Linked DNA regions of Sus scrofa: region 2 is linked to region 1. The links are chromatin contacts, called in public HiChIP or PLAC-seq maps. All regions are on one chromosome and are shown on one strand. Each heading gives the region's core, a stretch centred on a gene start, on an enhancer-like site or on the middle of the called end of the contact. The rest is flanking DNA. Distances are from core to core; before and after follow the strand shown. Region 1 overlaps PFDN4 (prefoldin subunit 4). Region 2 overlaps DOK5 (docking protein 5).

What was found. HiChIP or PLAC-seq counts read pairs in DNA pulled down with a chosen protein or histone mark.
Region 2: an H3K27ac HiChIP or PLAC-seq map of skeletal muscle shows a contact between it and region 1. The contact joins two enhancer-like sites. A contact is called at or near these places in 1 of 5 promoter capture datasets (fetal skeletal muscle), 1 of 47 Hi-C or Micro-C datasets (embryonic fibroblasts) and 1 of 2 datasets of contacts at active chromatin or transcription factors (skeletal muscle).

What each region holds. Positions count from the first base shown.
Region 1 is chr17:55,156,928-55,164,811 of Sscrofa11.1, forward strand. It overlaps PFDN4 (prefoldin subunit 4), which reads left to right. Exons shown (of 4, transcript NM_001123160.1): 2 at 6,445-6,552. Among named protein-coding and RNA genes, the nearest start is that of PFDN4, 5.1 kb to the left of the region's middle. Within about 2 kb of position 3,899, at least 11 of the 83 cell types and tissues checked have an H3K27ac peak or open chromatin away from gene starts, as enhancers often do. A contact at or near this core is called in skeletal muscle, where this site is marked.
Region 2 is chr17:55,512,102-55,519,543 of Sscrofa11.1, forward strand. The region is part of intron 6 of DOK5 (docking protein 5); the gene reads left to right. Among named protein-coding and RNA genes, the nearest start is that of DOK5, 120 kb to the left of the region's middle. Within about 2 kb of position 5,805, at least 3 of the 83 cell types and tissues checked have an H3K27ac peak or open chromatin away from gene starts, as enhancers often do. A contact at or near this core is called in skeletal muscle, where this site is marked.

The DNA.
Region 1 (7,884 bases), core at 2,649-5,148:
GGCACTAAGCACATTGCAGTGCATTATTTATTCTAGTCTCACGCTCCTCTTAGGGCGATGCTGTTTTTAATCCTTATGTTACAGGTGAGGAAGTTCAAGAGGCAAGTTAGGATTTGAGTAAATAAACATGGGCGTTCTGCCTCCAGAGCCTGTGTTTTCAGCTTCCCTAGTGTCTGCTGGGAGGCCCCTGGCTGAAGGGATTTACTTTGTAGGTTTTGGGTGTGTTTCCTTTCGTTCCTCTGTAAGACCACGTGGGAACGTGCTTCCATGGCTTTTGTGCTTCACAGCACCTCGTAATCTAAGCCGCCTGATCTCGGTGTAGGGTGACCAGTCCATCCCAGTTTGTCTGAGATGGGGGGGGGGGCGTGCAAAAACTGGGGAAGCCCCAGGCAAACCAAGTCATGAGTTGTTGACCCTGCTGGTCTGTCCACCACAGAGTCTTAATTGAGTGCCAGATAGGGTTTAGGGCCAAGGTGCTTCAAACCAGTGTGAGACCTTGTGAGATTCACTTGGCTTGGATTCTGTATTTAACTTGGCCCCTCTGTTAGCCTTTAAGTCTGTGCAAGATACTAGTTGTGGTTCACCCTCAATTGACAGATGTAGACACTGAAGTCCAGAGAGATGAAGTAAACCTTGAGGAAGTGGTAGAGGAATGATTTGAACCCTGGGCCTGATGGCAAACTTTTTGATCACCCACATTTTTTCAGTCATTCAACAAACTTTTTGAGTATGTGCTGTGACACAGTCTCAGTTTTCTCTTTCTTTCTTTCTGTCTTTTCTTTCTTCCTTCCTTCCTTTCTTTCGGCTGCACCCATGGTATATGGAAGCACCCAGGCTAGGGTCAAATCAGAGGTGTAGCTGCTGGCCAGCGCCACAGCCACAGCCATGCCAGATCCGAGCTGTATCTGCAGCCTACACTGCAGCTTGCGTCTGTGCCGGATCCTTAATCCACCAAGTGAGGCCAGGGATCAAACCCACATCCTCACGGAAACCAAGTCAGGTTCTTAACCCACTGAGCCACAGTGGGAACTCCCTGTCTCCGTTTTAGGTGATGGAGCTGAGAATGGTGAGCAGGAATGAAGTTCTGATCTTCTCATAGCATTGGAGAACCTGTGCTGTTGGGGAGAGGCAGCTGTTACTCAGTAGTCCCACAGAGAACTACAAGTTGCAGGTCCAGCGAAGAGCAATGCAAGAAGGGCACGAGCGAGAGGGTGGAGTAAGGTCTGCTTGGGGAGCAGGGAAGGCTTTCCTGAGAAGGTGTGATCTCGTGAGAGCAAGAGAAGGTCGGAAAGGCGGTGAGACATTCTAGAAAGGGAGTACCTCTTACAGAGGCCCCGTGTGCATCAAATCAAAGCGTGACCAGAATGACAGAGAGCCGGCGGGGGGAGGTTGCACCAAGATGGTGAAAGAGCTTATAGAGGGGTCGGTGGCGGCCAAAACACACGAGTGTTTCCTCCTTTTCTCAGTAGGACGCACGTAAACATCTTGCAAAGGTGCCTGGGGTCGTGGACAGTGCCCGGTGGGTTAGCACACGGGCCTTTTCCTCTGCCTCATCTCAGAAGAAAGCAGAGGCGCGCCAGTGGCTGAGAGTGAAACATCACGGGGGTGGTAGCCCTTTGCAGGCGATGAAAATTGTTAGCGGCCTGGAGCGCTTTATCCTTACAACGCATGACCTCCCAACAGCTCCTGACATTTTCTGTTCGGGAGTGGAGGTGGTCCAGGGCCATCTCCAGAGTTCTGCTTTCTCAGGTCTAGTCCTTGGCCACGAGGGGAGCCACGGTCTGATTTCTCAGGGAAGCCGCCTTCGACCTTCCCCAGCTCTCAGGAACTTCCATCCACCCCCATCGCATTATCACCATCTACCAAACAACCTGGCTTTTTGCCGCCTCCTCTCCTGGATGTAAGCTCGCCAGTGTTCATGTGCCAGCCTCAGGGATACTTCTCTTCACAGTGCCTTGCATCTAGGACATGCTAACTCTTTTTTTTTGGTCTTTTTTATCTTTTTAGGGCCGCACCCATGGCATATGGAGGTTCCCAGGCTAGGGGTCCAATCGGAGCTGTAGCCACCAGCCCACGCCACAGATATAGCAACACCAGATCCGAGCCGCGTCTGCGACCTACACCACAGCTCATGGCAACACCGGATTCTTAACCCATTGAGTGAGGCCAGGGATGGAACCCGCAACCTCATAGCTCTCAGTTGGATTCATTTTTGCTGTGCCAAGACGGGAACTCCCTAACTCATTAGTGGAGTGACTGTTCGCTAGAAAGGTGAATAAAAATGGCAAAAATCCAAAATTTCATACCGTAGAAATTGGGTAAACCTTTAAAAAATCAAGATAGAAGCTGACTAAAATTGGCTGGAATTTCCTTCTAGGTTTTTTAGAAGCCAAGTCTAGATTCTGTTGGTAGTGGCCAAACTCAGGACGGGGCAGCCGAGTAGGGGTCACTTTACTCCCATGACCCCCTGGGCTACTGAGTCCCTAGATAAGGGGGCCGGCACCATGCAGGGGAATTTTCATTTTCGCTCTGCATCTTGAGCAGTCCTGTTTCGCTCAGACCTAGCAGGATTGTCTTGTAGATCTGAGTGTGTTCTTTGTGATGATTTTTGGTAAATATTATTCAGGAAGTAAAGCACTCAGCTGTGGTTTACTGAAAGGTGACTCCCCGCCCTGGGCCTACCTGAGGAGCTATTTCATCACCTCTGCCAGGTGGGCATGGCCTCCCCAGAGGGCACATGAATGACAAGCCTGAGGTGGCTCCAGAGACCTGAGCGGTTTGCCCAGGTTCCTGCTGCTCGGCCTGGGGTCCCATCTTACTGTCCTGCACTCTGTGGCCTGGAGTGCTGCGAACTGACGCCTTCCACCTGGAGTGATTTTTGGGCTCGTGAGTGGTAGTGACTGCATCTGGCTTCTCTTAAAGCAGGAGTTCTGGGAGTTCCTGTCGTGGCTCAGCAGTAACAAACTTGACTCGTATCCATGCGGACTTGGATTTGATCCCTGGCCTCGCTCAGTGGGTTAAGGATCTGGCTTTGCTGAGAGCTGTGGTTTCGGTCACAGATGAAGCTCGTATCTGGCGTTGCCATGGCTGGGTGGCAGCCACAGCTCCGATTCGACCCCAACCTGGTAACTTCCATATGCTGCAAGTTCGGACCTAAAAAGACCAAAAACCTCCCCCCACCAAAAAAAACTGGAGTTCCTAACCTTCAAAATCTGCTGAAAGCCACGAAGACCCTTCTAGAAGAATGCACACATAAAACACATCATTTTACATACAATTTCAGGGGGTAAAAGGACCTCTCAAAGGCTGTGCACCCCAATGTAAGAATTACTCCCTCCCTGCTGAAATCAAGCTTCCAGCCGTGTAGGAGTGTCTCGATCAGTGAGATCAAAACGGAAGCCAGGGCTGTTAGTCACGGAGGGTGCTGACTTCTCACTTTTCGCTGTAAACAGCACTCCGCTGCTTGGCACGCAGCTTACCCAGGGCCTGTTTGCCGCACACTCTGACTTTAGCCCTTAACCCCAGTGGGAAATTAACTCCAGGGCCCAAGTGTGTGCTCGGGGCCGTGTTTGGTGAGGCTGCAACAGGAAACGCCTGCTTTGGAAAGATAGAAGGCAGGTGGCCAGACCCTGCAACTTTGTAGAAAGCATGTGTCAGTGAGTCTGATGGCACATGTTAGATTCAAATTGAGAAACTGGCTTAAGGGTCAGTTGTGCTTCAGGCAAGCCCGATGCTGGGCACTTTCAGCAAGAGTACCCCGCTCAAGGCTGACAGTGACAAGTGCCTCTATAAAGACATATTCAGGCTCTCAAGGATTCAGTATTTAAATACTGCAGGAACAAGAACTCCAGAATTCTAGGTTCCCTGTTTGCTTGGAGCATTGAGGGTGAGTTCCTGTCTAGACCAGTGGCTCGGGTGCCAGCATATCTGCACATGGACTTTCCTTTGGCTTCTGTGGCAGCTCAGTGTTTCCCAGCTGCCGTATTTGTAAGAATTCTGCACAAGGATGAACATTCAAAGCTGTGTACATGTTGTGGTATGAAGGCGTTTTTTTCAAGATGCCTACCGGGTCTCTGATGGTGGGCCCGATGCGTGTTTATTGGATATTGAGAGCCTGGGCGAGTGGAGGGTGAAATTCTCGGTGTCTCCATTTATATATTCTGACCACTAAGCTCCGTATTGCTTGAGACAACGGGTTGTCTTTCACATAAAAGAAATAAAAGTGCATATCGTATGTCATTGGTCATGAGAGACCAGCTGAAAGGATGGGTAGTGGCCCTTGAGAACCAGTACTGCTACTGGCAAAAGAGCCAAAAATGGGCGTTCCCATCCTGGCGCGGTGGAAACGAATCCCACGAGGAACCATGAGGTTGTGGGTTTGATCCCTGGCCTCGCTCAGTGGGTTAAGGATCTGGTGTTGCCATGGGCGGTGGTATAGGGTGCAGACATGGCTTGGATCCTGCGTTACTGTGGCTGTGGCGTAATCTGGAAGCTGTAGCTCTGATTAGACCCCTAGTGTGGGAACTTCCATGTGCCGTGGGTGTAGCCCTAAAAAGCAAAGGAAAAAAAAAAAAAAAAGGCCAAAGATAGTCTTTGTTGAACCCATATCTGTATATCTCTTTCCCCTAAGTTATAATCTAATGCCCTTGTTCTTGTTTTATAACTGAGGGGAAAGTCAAAAGTCTAGTATTTTAAATAAATGTTTTAAAATACATGGTCCTCCTTTGAGAATCTGATAAAAGCCAAGTACTTCCTGCTGCATCTTCCAGACATGCATGATTGTGTGTGTAAACACACACACACACACACACACACTTTTGCCTTTAGTTTCCAAGAGCTCATGGACGCATCTGGACTCTGGAGCCAACCTACCTGCGTTGAAACCAAGATCTACTGCTTACTAGCTGTATGGCTTTGGGCAAATTACTTAACCTCTCTGTGCCACACTTTCCCCATCTGTAAAACAGTGGTACTAATGATCTTACTTATTAAGATTGACTGGAGGATGAGTAGAGGCCTGAAAGTGCTTGGAGAGTTCCCGTTACATAGTAAGTACTCAGTAAATGGCAGCTATTGTTTATGTGATTTCATAGATACTTTGTCATCGAAGCACTCTGGTTTTATTTACAAATTTAATCACATAGGGGTTTTTTTGGCCACGCTCATCGCATATGGAAGTTCCCAGGCCAGGGATTGAACCTACACCTCAGCAGTGACCTGAGCCACAGCAGTGACCGTGCTGGATCCTTAACCCACTGAGCCACCAGGGAACTTCAATCACATAATTTAAAAATTCTCAGTTTTTATCATTTCACAGTGAATTACAGCTTTTCATAATTAAGACACGTAAATAATGTCTACATTAAAATAAACTTAAATCTTTACTATGTATATATGGAATATAGTCACTGAAATGCATAGTGACCTTCAAGCCAGCATATCAATTGGATTAAGAGTAATAGGCGTTCCCGATGTGTGGCTCAGCAGTAATGAACCTGAGTAGTAGCTAATGAGGATGCAGGTTCAATTCCTTGCCCTGCTCAGTGGATTAAGAATCCAGTGTTGCTGTGAGCTGTGGTGTAGGTCGCAGATGAGGCTTGGATCCCGTGTTGCCCCCGGCAGCTGCAGCTCTGATTTGACCCCTAGCCTGGGAACTTCCATATGCCATGGGTATGGCATAAAAAGACAAAAAAAAAAAAAAAAAAAAAAAAATTATAGAAACAGGCAGGTTTCTGATAACCTCAATAAGCATAAAGAAGTATTAATTCTGAGAGAATAAGCTAGGCTGAGGCATTAGCCAAAATTAATTACCACACCTTTTTTGCTGCCTTGGTTATCTTGATGAAAGAATGTTCCAGAATTGAGAAATTCCACTTGGCCCAAAGGTGACTGACTTGATTCCAGACTTACTCTTTTTTTAATAAAAAAATGAATTACTTTTTTCTTTTTACAGCTGCATTTGTGGCATGTGGAAGTTCCCAGGCTAGGGGTCAAATCACAGCTGCACCTGCAGGCCTGAGCCATAGCCGCAGCAATGCCAGATCCGAACCGCCTCTGCAGCCTCCGCCGCAGCTTGTGGCAACGCTGGATCCCCGACCTACTGAGCGAGGCCAGGGATTGAACCCAAATCCTCATGGATACTAGTCGGATTCATTTCCACTGTGCCACAACGGGAACTCCCAAGACTTAATTGTTGTTTATATTTAGCATATTTTTGCAGCTTAGGCATTAATTCCATGGAGTATCAGAAGGGGGTATAGGTTTATGAACAAATAGTAAGCTCGTGGAGCAGGAACTTAGTAAGGCCTGTGTGTGTGCTATTCTGTACCCCTTCCTGGACTCCCCGAGGGCAAATAGTTTCTTTAGTTGTTTCAGAGTTATATTAAAAGCTAACCAATAACTTCTCCATTAAAATTCTACGAAAAATTTAAATGTTTTTTTCAGGCTGCGGAAGACGTCAATGTTACTTTTGAAGATCAACAAAAGATAAACAAATTTGCACGGAATACAAGTAGAATCACAGAGCTGAAGGAAGAAATAGAAGTAAAAAAGGTATTGAAAATACAGATCTTACTTAAGAAAAATAAAAATTCTTCACACTATGGCTTTACTAAACCTAAATTCAGCAGTATATGGTTATAGCTCTCTGGGCTCCTTGTTGTGTTTGTCGTAACGCGCTCTAGGTAGTTTAAGAAGGAGGACAGTGGGTAAAAGAGGTGAAACACCCTACAGATGGTTGAGGGGCGACCCTGGGCTGAGGGTCCAGGAGCAGATCCCAGAACCACGTCTCGGAGGACTTGGCTGGTGATGGCGCTCCTGTCGCCGTCCCCTGATCCCAGAGCCAGCGGCCTCCGCGGTGAGGACGCGGCCCCTCAGACCCTGAACACCGGGCTGCTGCCCCGGCCCAGCCTGTCCGCCAGAGGCCTCGTGTCCAGCCTCCTTCAGGCGACTCTGCGGAGCCAAACTCCAGTGCAGGTGCATTTGAGGAGTGGGATTTTTGGTATTGTTTGCTTTCATCCTGTCATCAAGCCAAGCTTTTGTTGTTATTCCTCTCTAGGAAGGCAGCATTCCACAAAGCAGCAGACGCTTTGAGTGGCCTTGGAGGCCCCCCAACCCCTGCTGTCCCTGCAGGGCTGATGGCAGGTCTGGAACCTCCTAGAGGACAGTGGGTTAGTGAGCTCTTAAGTGCTGCCTTGCACAATGCCATCTAAGAACGGAGAAAGGCTTATTTTAATGTGATAATACTGTTGTGAAAGGGCCGCTCAGAGAGTTGATGTCACCAACTTTAGCTTGATGTCACCAATGGCTTTTAGCTTCTGTTAGGGAATTTTGAATACATTTCTTTAAAAAAATTTTTTTTATCATAGTTGATTTACAGTGTTTTTTGTCAATTTCTGCTGAACAGCAAAGTGACCCAGTCACACACACACCACACACACACACACACCCATATATACACATTCTTTTTCTCACATTATCCTCCATCGTGCTCCATCACAAGTGACTAGACATAGTTCCCTGTGCTATAGAGCAGGATCTCATTGCTTATCCACTCCAAACGCAATAGTTTGCATCTACTAACCCCAAACTCCCCGTCCATCCCACTCCCTCCCCCTCCATCTCCCCCTGGGCAACCGCAGGTCTGTTCTCTGTGTCCATGAGTTTGTTTCTTTTCTATAGATAAGTTCATTTGTGCCATATATTAGATTCCAGATATAAGTGATATCATATGGCATTTGTCTTTCTCTTTCTGACTGACTTCACTAGAGTCTCTAGATCCATCCATGTTGCTGCAGATGGCATTATTTTGTTCCGCTTTTTTTAATCTTTTGTTTTTTGAGGACCGTACCGCGGCATATGGAGGTTCCCAGGCTAGGGGTCTAA
Region 2 (7,442 bases), core at 4,555-7,054, 360 kb after region 1:
TGAACATCAGAGCACCTTTCACAAATACATACCAACTTGGAGTATATCTAAAAAAGAAACAGACCTGGCGTTCCCATCATGGCTCAGCGGTTAGCAAACCCGACTAGCATCCATGAGGACATGGGTTCAATCCCTGGCCTCGCTCAGTGGGTTCAGGATTCGGCGTTGCTGTGAGCTGTGGTGTAGGTCGCAGACGTGGCTTGGATCCCGTGTTGCTGTGGCTGTGGTGTAGGCAGCTATGTAGCCCTGATTGGACCCCTAGCCTGGGAACCTCCTTATGCCTCGAGTCCAGCCCTAAAAAGACAAAAAGACCAAAAACTAACAAACACACAACTGCTTTTCACAAGAAATCCCATAGCTTTTGGTAACACTCTCACGTCTCCTCATTCTTCCTCCACCTCCTGACTTTTTTTTTTTCTTCTGTCTTTCATTTTAGGCCGCCCTGAGGCGTATGAGCTCCCAGGCCAGGGATCAGATCTGAGCCACAGTCGAGACCTAAGCCACAGCTGTGACAATGATGGATCCTTAACACACTGTGCCGGGCTGGGGATCGAACTTGTGTCCCAGCTCTTCCAAGATGCCCCAGATCCCATTGAGCCACAGCGGGAACTCCCCCGCCTCCTCACTTTTTCAATTCCGTGTGCTATTTATTATTCATTCTAAAGAGGACATACAAGAGGGCCAGCGGACCTGAGGAATGAGGAAGGGCCGAGTGTTGGATGAGCTGGGACGGCAGGAACTGGTCTGCTTGCAAGCTGCCAGCGGCCTCTCTGGAGGAGCTGCAGGGAAACTCCGCTGGGACTGTTTGGGACTCCCTGAGCCACAAGCTATTTTTGCCACCTTGGAGATCAGTGTGTATGACAGAGTCTAATTTTGGAACAAAGAGTGGCAGTGTGGGATGTGCCTCATTCCACAGCCGGGGCCTGTCATTTTTAGACGTTCTTTCCAGGCTAGAGTGACAAAGTGGAGAATGACAGCAATTTCACAGGCTCCCCCGGGGGCTCCACCCGGGGCGACATTGGGGCCCCAGGGTGACGTCTAGTCTCCCTCATCCTCTGCAGCCCTGATTCTGCACCCAGGTTTGAGAGTGGAACCTGAGCTGTTTCTGTGTCCCCTTCTCTTGTTTGTTTAATTGAGAGATTTACTTCCAGATTTGGTTTCGCTAATAAAATTTGTTAATGCATGTGTCAAGTTCAAGTGGAACGCTTCTACAATTCTGGAAATCAAAGTAATTTATATTCATCCTAATTTAAAAAGTAATTGTTTCCACTTTTTTTTTTTTATGTAGAGGGCATTAAAGAAAGCACAGAATCAATTTCACTACCTCTCAGACACTTAAAAAGACCCTTGCCTGCTGGGATTTGATGTGTATAAACACTCTTCTCACCACCTGGTCCCCATTCCTCCACCCACAGAGAAATCAGTTTTTACCTCTACTGATTGGGCTAAGCTACATTTTTTTTTTTTTTTTTTTTAGTGTATTACTTAAAGCAGTCACCGCCTTTTGTTTTGTTTTGTTTTGTTCCTGAAAAAAAATATAAACCCCTTTTATATCCTGGCATACTAATTGTAATTCAACAATCTTTTATTGAAACACCTATCTACTGCTTGCAAAGTAGATCTTGGAGAGAACTTAATGTGTAAAAAAAAAAAATCTTTTGTCTTTTTGAAGGAGCTTGAAATTCCGGTAAGAAGTTATGATTTAAACCCCTCCAAACATGCAACAGTATCATGAGTCTTGTATTTCAGCTTAATGTGGTCTCTTTGGAGGGCAGTTTGTCCCTGTTGATCAAAACTGAATGCATACCTGCCTTTACTCAACAACAACTTCTAGGGGTTTAAAAACACACGAGCAGGAGCAACGATGATGTGGACGCATGCTCGTGGAGTGAGTCACTCCTTTTTTCTTACATTCTGCTGTTCGACGCATATTTTCTGAGTCCTTCTGTCCATGAAGTGATGGGGAGGTGACTGAAGAAGATGAAGTTCCCATTTAGGGGGAGCTTGTGTGTTGTGATAGAAAAAACTAGAAACAGTGTCAGTGTCCACCCAAAGGGAATAATTTGATACCTTGTGCTGTAAAAGGAATGAAACGATTCCGCTAAATAGGGTCACCCTCAGTAGTATCAAAGGTGTGTGAGGCGCATGAATGAGGCAGAGGCAGGGCAGGGGCAGAGTCCCACACACACACTCACTCACGCGCACACACACACACACACACACACACACACACATGCTTTGTAAACTCAGAAGGTGAACATCCAGCAGGATCCAAATATTCCAGGTAGTCCTGGGGGGCAGGACTGTGGTTTGAGGGTTCTGGGAGGGGGCTTTAATATTTCACTGTCTGTCTGTCTCTTCCGTCCATGTTTCTGAAAAACCATGGCTATGTAATTGTATTTATAGGAACAGAAACAGTAGTTGAGCTTGCAGCATAGGGCAAACAATGGATACATGGGTGAGGAAGAGGAAGAGGACGTGCCTTCCACTGGAAGGCATAAAAAACACATAAGAAATAATGGCTCAGTGGGTTCAGAACCTGACTAGTATCCATGAGGATGTGGGTTCAATCCCTGGCCTTGCTCAGTGGGTTAAGGATCAGTGTTGCCACTAGCTGCAGTGTAGGTTGCAAATAGATGTGGCTTACATCTGGCGTGGCTGTGGCTGTGGTTTAGGCCAGCAGCTGTAGCTCCGATTCAGTCCCTAGCCTGGGACCTTCCCTATGCTGTGGGTGGAGCCATACAAAAGAAAAAAGAAAGAAAGAAAGAATGGTTTTTAAAAGCTTGGTAGGGAAGTTTTCAGGTGCTGTAAATGGGGTGGGGTCATCTTTGCAGAGAAGGTTGTGACTGAGCAGAGTTTTCGGATGAACAGGAGTTAGCTACGTGCTACAGCTGCAGCTGCTGGTGATGACAGTGACTCTGACAGTCATTGAAAACCTACTATGTGCTAGGTACTCTGCCGAGCATCATACATGTATTAACTTTAATCTTCAATGTGAGTCCACTGACATGGGCGCTGCCACCCCATTTTTATAATTAAGGAGTTTGAGGTGTGGACACACAGCTAGAAATGATGGAGCCAAGATTCAGATCCAGGTGTTGCTGCCTCCAGTGTCCACAGTGCTGTACTTCCTCGGCTAAAATTAAATTAATGAAATCAGAAGTCATAATAAACACTCTTGGCGAATTCATTAGAAATTAAAAGAGGCTAAGTGTTGTTAAGCTATGTTTACTCATAGAGAATTAAGACAGGCTAAACCCTTTAGGCAGAATAGATGCAGATAGAACTCAGGCTTCCACCTTAAATTTGCTCTGACTTTTGTTTCTGTATATTTGGGGAGGGGAATGTCATGTTCTGAGTCTCTTAAAAAACCTAATTCAGTGGTATCTTGTAATGGTCCTTTCAGTTGACTTGTAATGGTCCTTTTCAGTTGACTACTTTATACCATTTCTCTCCAGAGCTATAAGGTCTTGTCACCTTGCCGTGGTCATAATTTAGCTGATGGCTGTGCCTCTCAGGAAAAGGAGACAAACCAGATGTTGCTCTCAGGTTATAGCTTTGTTTATAAATTCTGACACTCATCTTAATGTTTAATACGGTGGCTCCCTACGTAGGCAATAAACTGAGTACACGATGATGGCAAGACCGCAGGTCATGGTATGAGTTTAAGATGTTCACATGTGAGCAGAGGGTGCAACGGGTTGACCAGATGGGCTTGATAAGCAACACAGTTTTGCCAGTATCGATCATGGCAAAGAGGAGAGAGGAATGGGGACAGGGACTGAGAGATGAATTGTGTCAATTCAATGCCACTTGAAATCGATTTTGAGATGTTAGGGAATAAGTGATTTATCCATCTCCACCAAGAAGTGGCAAACATTTTCTGAAAAGGGCCAGTTGCCAAGGATTTTAGGCTTTTAGGAGCCACATATGGCTGCTGCTGCTTCTGTTTTTCTTCCTTCCCTTCTCCCCACCCCTCTGCTGATTCTCCCTCCTCTTCTTCCATTCTTAGTCTGGGCCGTACAACAGAGGCTGCCAGGATTTGGCCTGCACTGACCCCCGTGCTACACCCTGGCTCTTAGGCATTAGATACAAATGCACTCATTTAACCAATCTCTCCCCTCCAAGCCATGTGGATTCACTTTTTCTCCTAGGAGTTCGTCAAAGGAAAAAGCAATACTTCCAAATACCTAGCACTAAAATCAGAGGCCACTTGTGATCTTAACCAGAGTCAATCATTTTTAGAGACACCAGAGACATCCTTCAATACAGGTCGCAGCTTTTGTTTCCCCCAGCAGACACGTGCTTTGCCTCACTCGTATGGCTATTTTTTCTTATAATATTAAAGTGTTGGATGTGGCCAGCATCGGACAACCGGAGTACCTCATGGAGAGGGCATTTGGTGGTGGTACCAGGATGGGAAGTGGTCATCAGTGATGGAAGTTTCAATATTTGGCGGGGGTGGGGGATAGATCCAACCAATTGCTTCTGCAGAACTGGAAATTGACCATGTGGTAGGTTCCTGCTCAAATATTCACTGACCAGTCCAGGTATGAGATACAAATCCTCCTCCATTATGTAAGTAGCAAGCAGGAGGGATAAAGTTATCTACTAGCTTGGCTTCAGGCAGCAGAAACCCTTAGGTGGATGTCTCAGATGGCCAGAGCAGGGAGAAGGAGCTAAGGTCACCAACGACGGTAGGGCAGGTGTCATGAGCTGGCACGTGCAGACCACTCTTGTCTGGCCTGCCAGGTATCGGCCCAGATCACATTTTCTAAAGATTAACTTAGTTCCCAATGTTTAAAGTGGAAGCTTTCACAGAGTTCTGTCTTTTGAGAAAATGAGACTGTCTGGCAACAGTGTGGCTGCTTGGGTCAAAATTGAATAGCGGCTACCATTTTGAGATACTGACGGTTCTTCTGTGTTTTGTAGATCTTACTTCCTGTGGTCAATAATCATTTCTAACACCTTCATGACACATTTAGACATTCACGTTTGCAACCCTGGTTTAGGGGAGACCACTCATACCTCTTGTCCTTCGTATTTTTTGCCAAGACATTTGTTTTCCTGATATCTTTTTATGGAAGATTGTAGCTGTTTCTCTGGCTCCTACTGGGGAAAATATCAGGGTGGATATGCATCCAGTATCTTATGATGGAAAATGCAAAACATATGTAGGCACGAGTGTGCTTGGTGACAAAAACCAGCTGTGCAGTCTGCATTTCTCGGGTCAATAAGGCAAGCATTACATGGTAAGCTTTTAAAGGCTCTGTTATGGATAATCAGAAGTGTGACCATAGGAATTTTTTCCCAAGCTTGGGACACTTTTGAGAGTCAAGTCTGATTGGCTATGTCATCAGCAGGCCTGGTTCAAAAGGAAAACACAGGGTCCTTTGTTCAAAAATCATCAAGGTTTTCAAGACGTTGACACCAGAACATCAGAGCAAGCATGGGTTTGTGTGACTGCACAGCTATATGCCTTTGAAGCTGCTCTTGATCAAGAGTTATGCCTGATATCAGATGTAAGCAGGGCATAGCCAGGAAAACCGGACTGTATACTCACCCTTAACCGGTGGTTCTCGGTGAAGCACCTCCCAGGAATCATTTGGCCACAACTGGAAACTTTTTGGGTTGTCAGTACTGAGTGGGAGACAGGAGGTGGCATGCTACTAAATACCCTCTAATGCACAGGACGATATAATCCAAAGATAACCTGGCCCCAAAGGTCAGTTGCAGAAGGTCGAGGATTCTGCTCTAAAGATAGAGTAGGCTCTGCTTGAAGCCTGGGCAAGAATTTGATGGCTCAGAATGTCCAGGATTGAATGTCACTTCTAAGCTATTGTGCAGCTTGGCCTCCTTTTGCTCTGTGTACTTCTTATGTCATCTGTGGGTGACAGTGACAGCGTTTATGCCCCGAAGTGTTGCCCATGGGAGGCGCTTAGGAGGGACATAAGATGTGACAGGTGTGAGCCATTAGGATTCCTCTGTGTTCACGCAGACTGGCATGGGAAGAGCTGCGAGAAAGAGAGTCCCCTTGAAGCAGTGGGGATACAAACAGGTCACATCAGGAGTTTGGGTGCTGAGGCTGAGCACTGTTGTTTGTTGTATCCATTAAGACCTGGATAGTGTGAGCAAGCTTGTCGGCATCAGACTGAGAGGCAAGGCTCCTGCCTTGTGCGTGGGGCTCGGCAGGCTGAGGTTCGAAGCAGGACCTTGTAAATATGCACAGAGTTAGGTAAAACTCTTTGCAAATGTGCAAAGTGCCCCAGAGCAAAGCACAGCACACCCAGGTGCAGGCCATTCTGCACCCAGCCCACCACTCCACTCAGTGTCCTTTCCCTCCCTGGACCTGGGTCCAGCGAGCATGGGGCATCTTGCCCCTAAAGCACCTGCTTCTGTTGAGTGTGAGCTACTGAGTTTAAACGTTCATTCTGACCCTAGGGGCATTCTGCCTTTGCACGGACTTTAAAAATGGTCCTCCATGTAAGTGGCTGCTCCACTCAAGACTGTGCACCTTCAGAGGGGAGGGGACAAGGCCCCCGTGTGTCTGCAAAAATCTCAGGGCCAAGCACAGAATTTACTGAACTTTTTTTGAATGAACAAAATAGGAGTTGAATAGACAATTTTATGCGCATGAAGAAAAAAAGTGAAGCCAGAATACCAAATCGCCTTCCCTCCCAGTGCCAAAACAAGGCCCAGATTCCAAGCAAGCCTGCTTTGAGAGGCCGTGGAACACAGTTCTGAGGTTATCAATTTCCATGTCCGGGTGGGGAGAGGGTTTCCTCAGGAAGAAGGCAGAAAAAGTTACCAGAAGCAAAGGGAGGAATGATTCTGTTACGTGCATATGGCTGAGAACTCAGATGGCTCTGAATAAATGGATGCAAATCACTTTCATTCCCCATGAAAATAACCATTTGAGTGCATCTGGTGCTCAGCAAAATGCCGCATTTGGAAATTTGGCCCCAAATGGTGGATTCCACTAACAGTCTGCTTTATCAAAGCTGCAGGCGACAAGGGAGGCATTGTTTCAGCCAAAGTTCTGCTCCCTAAGGCGCGTCTCTGCTGCATTTTCTTTTTACTTAGCAGGGAAACTGTCTTTCTCTCCTGCTCACTTTTAGTTTCTTTCTCTCTCTCCTTTTTTTTTTTTTTTTTTTGGCGGGGGCGGGGGGGGGGGTGAGGGGGAGTGGTTAACGTTCCAGGAGTAAGCCTCTGCGCGCTCTATTTCCGTCACAGCTCAGTAATATTCTGTGAGATCTCGGTAACATGGTGGTGATGGGAATAGCCGCCACTTTCACTCCCAATGTCAGAACAAGGGAGAGGAGTTGGAGAAAGTGAAGATAGCTCCTCTTTGGCTGGTTCCTGCCAAACATCTGCCAAAGCTGGAATCAGGATTATGCAGCCCTGGAGAACGGGTTTCATTAGAAAGCCAGGGATGACTGCCT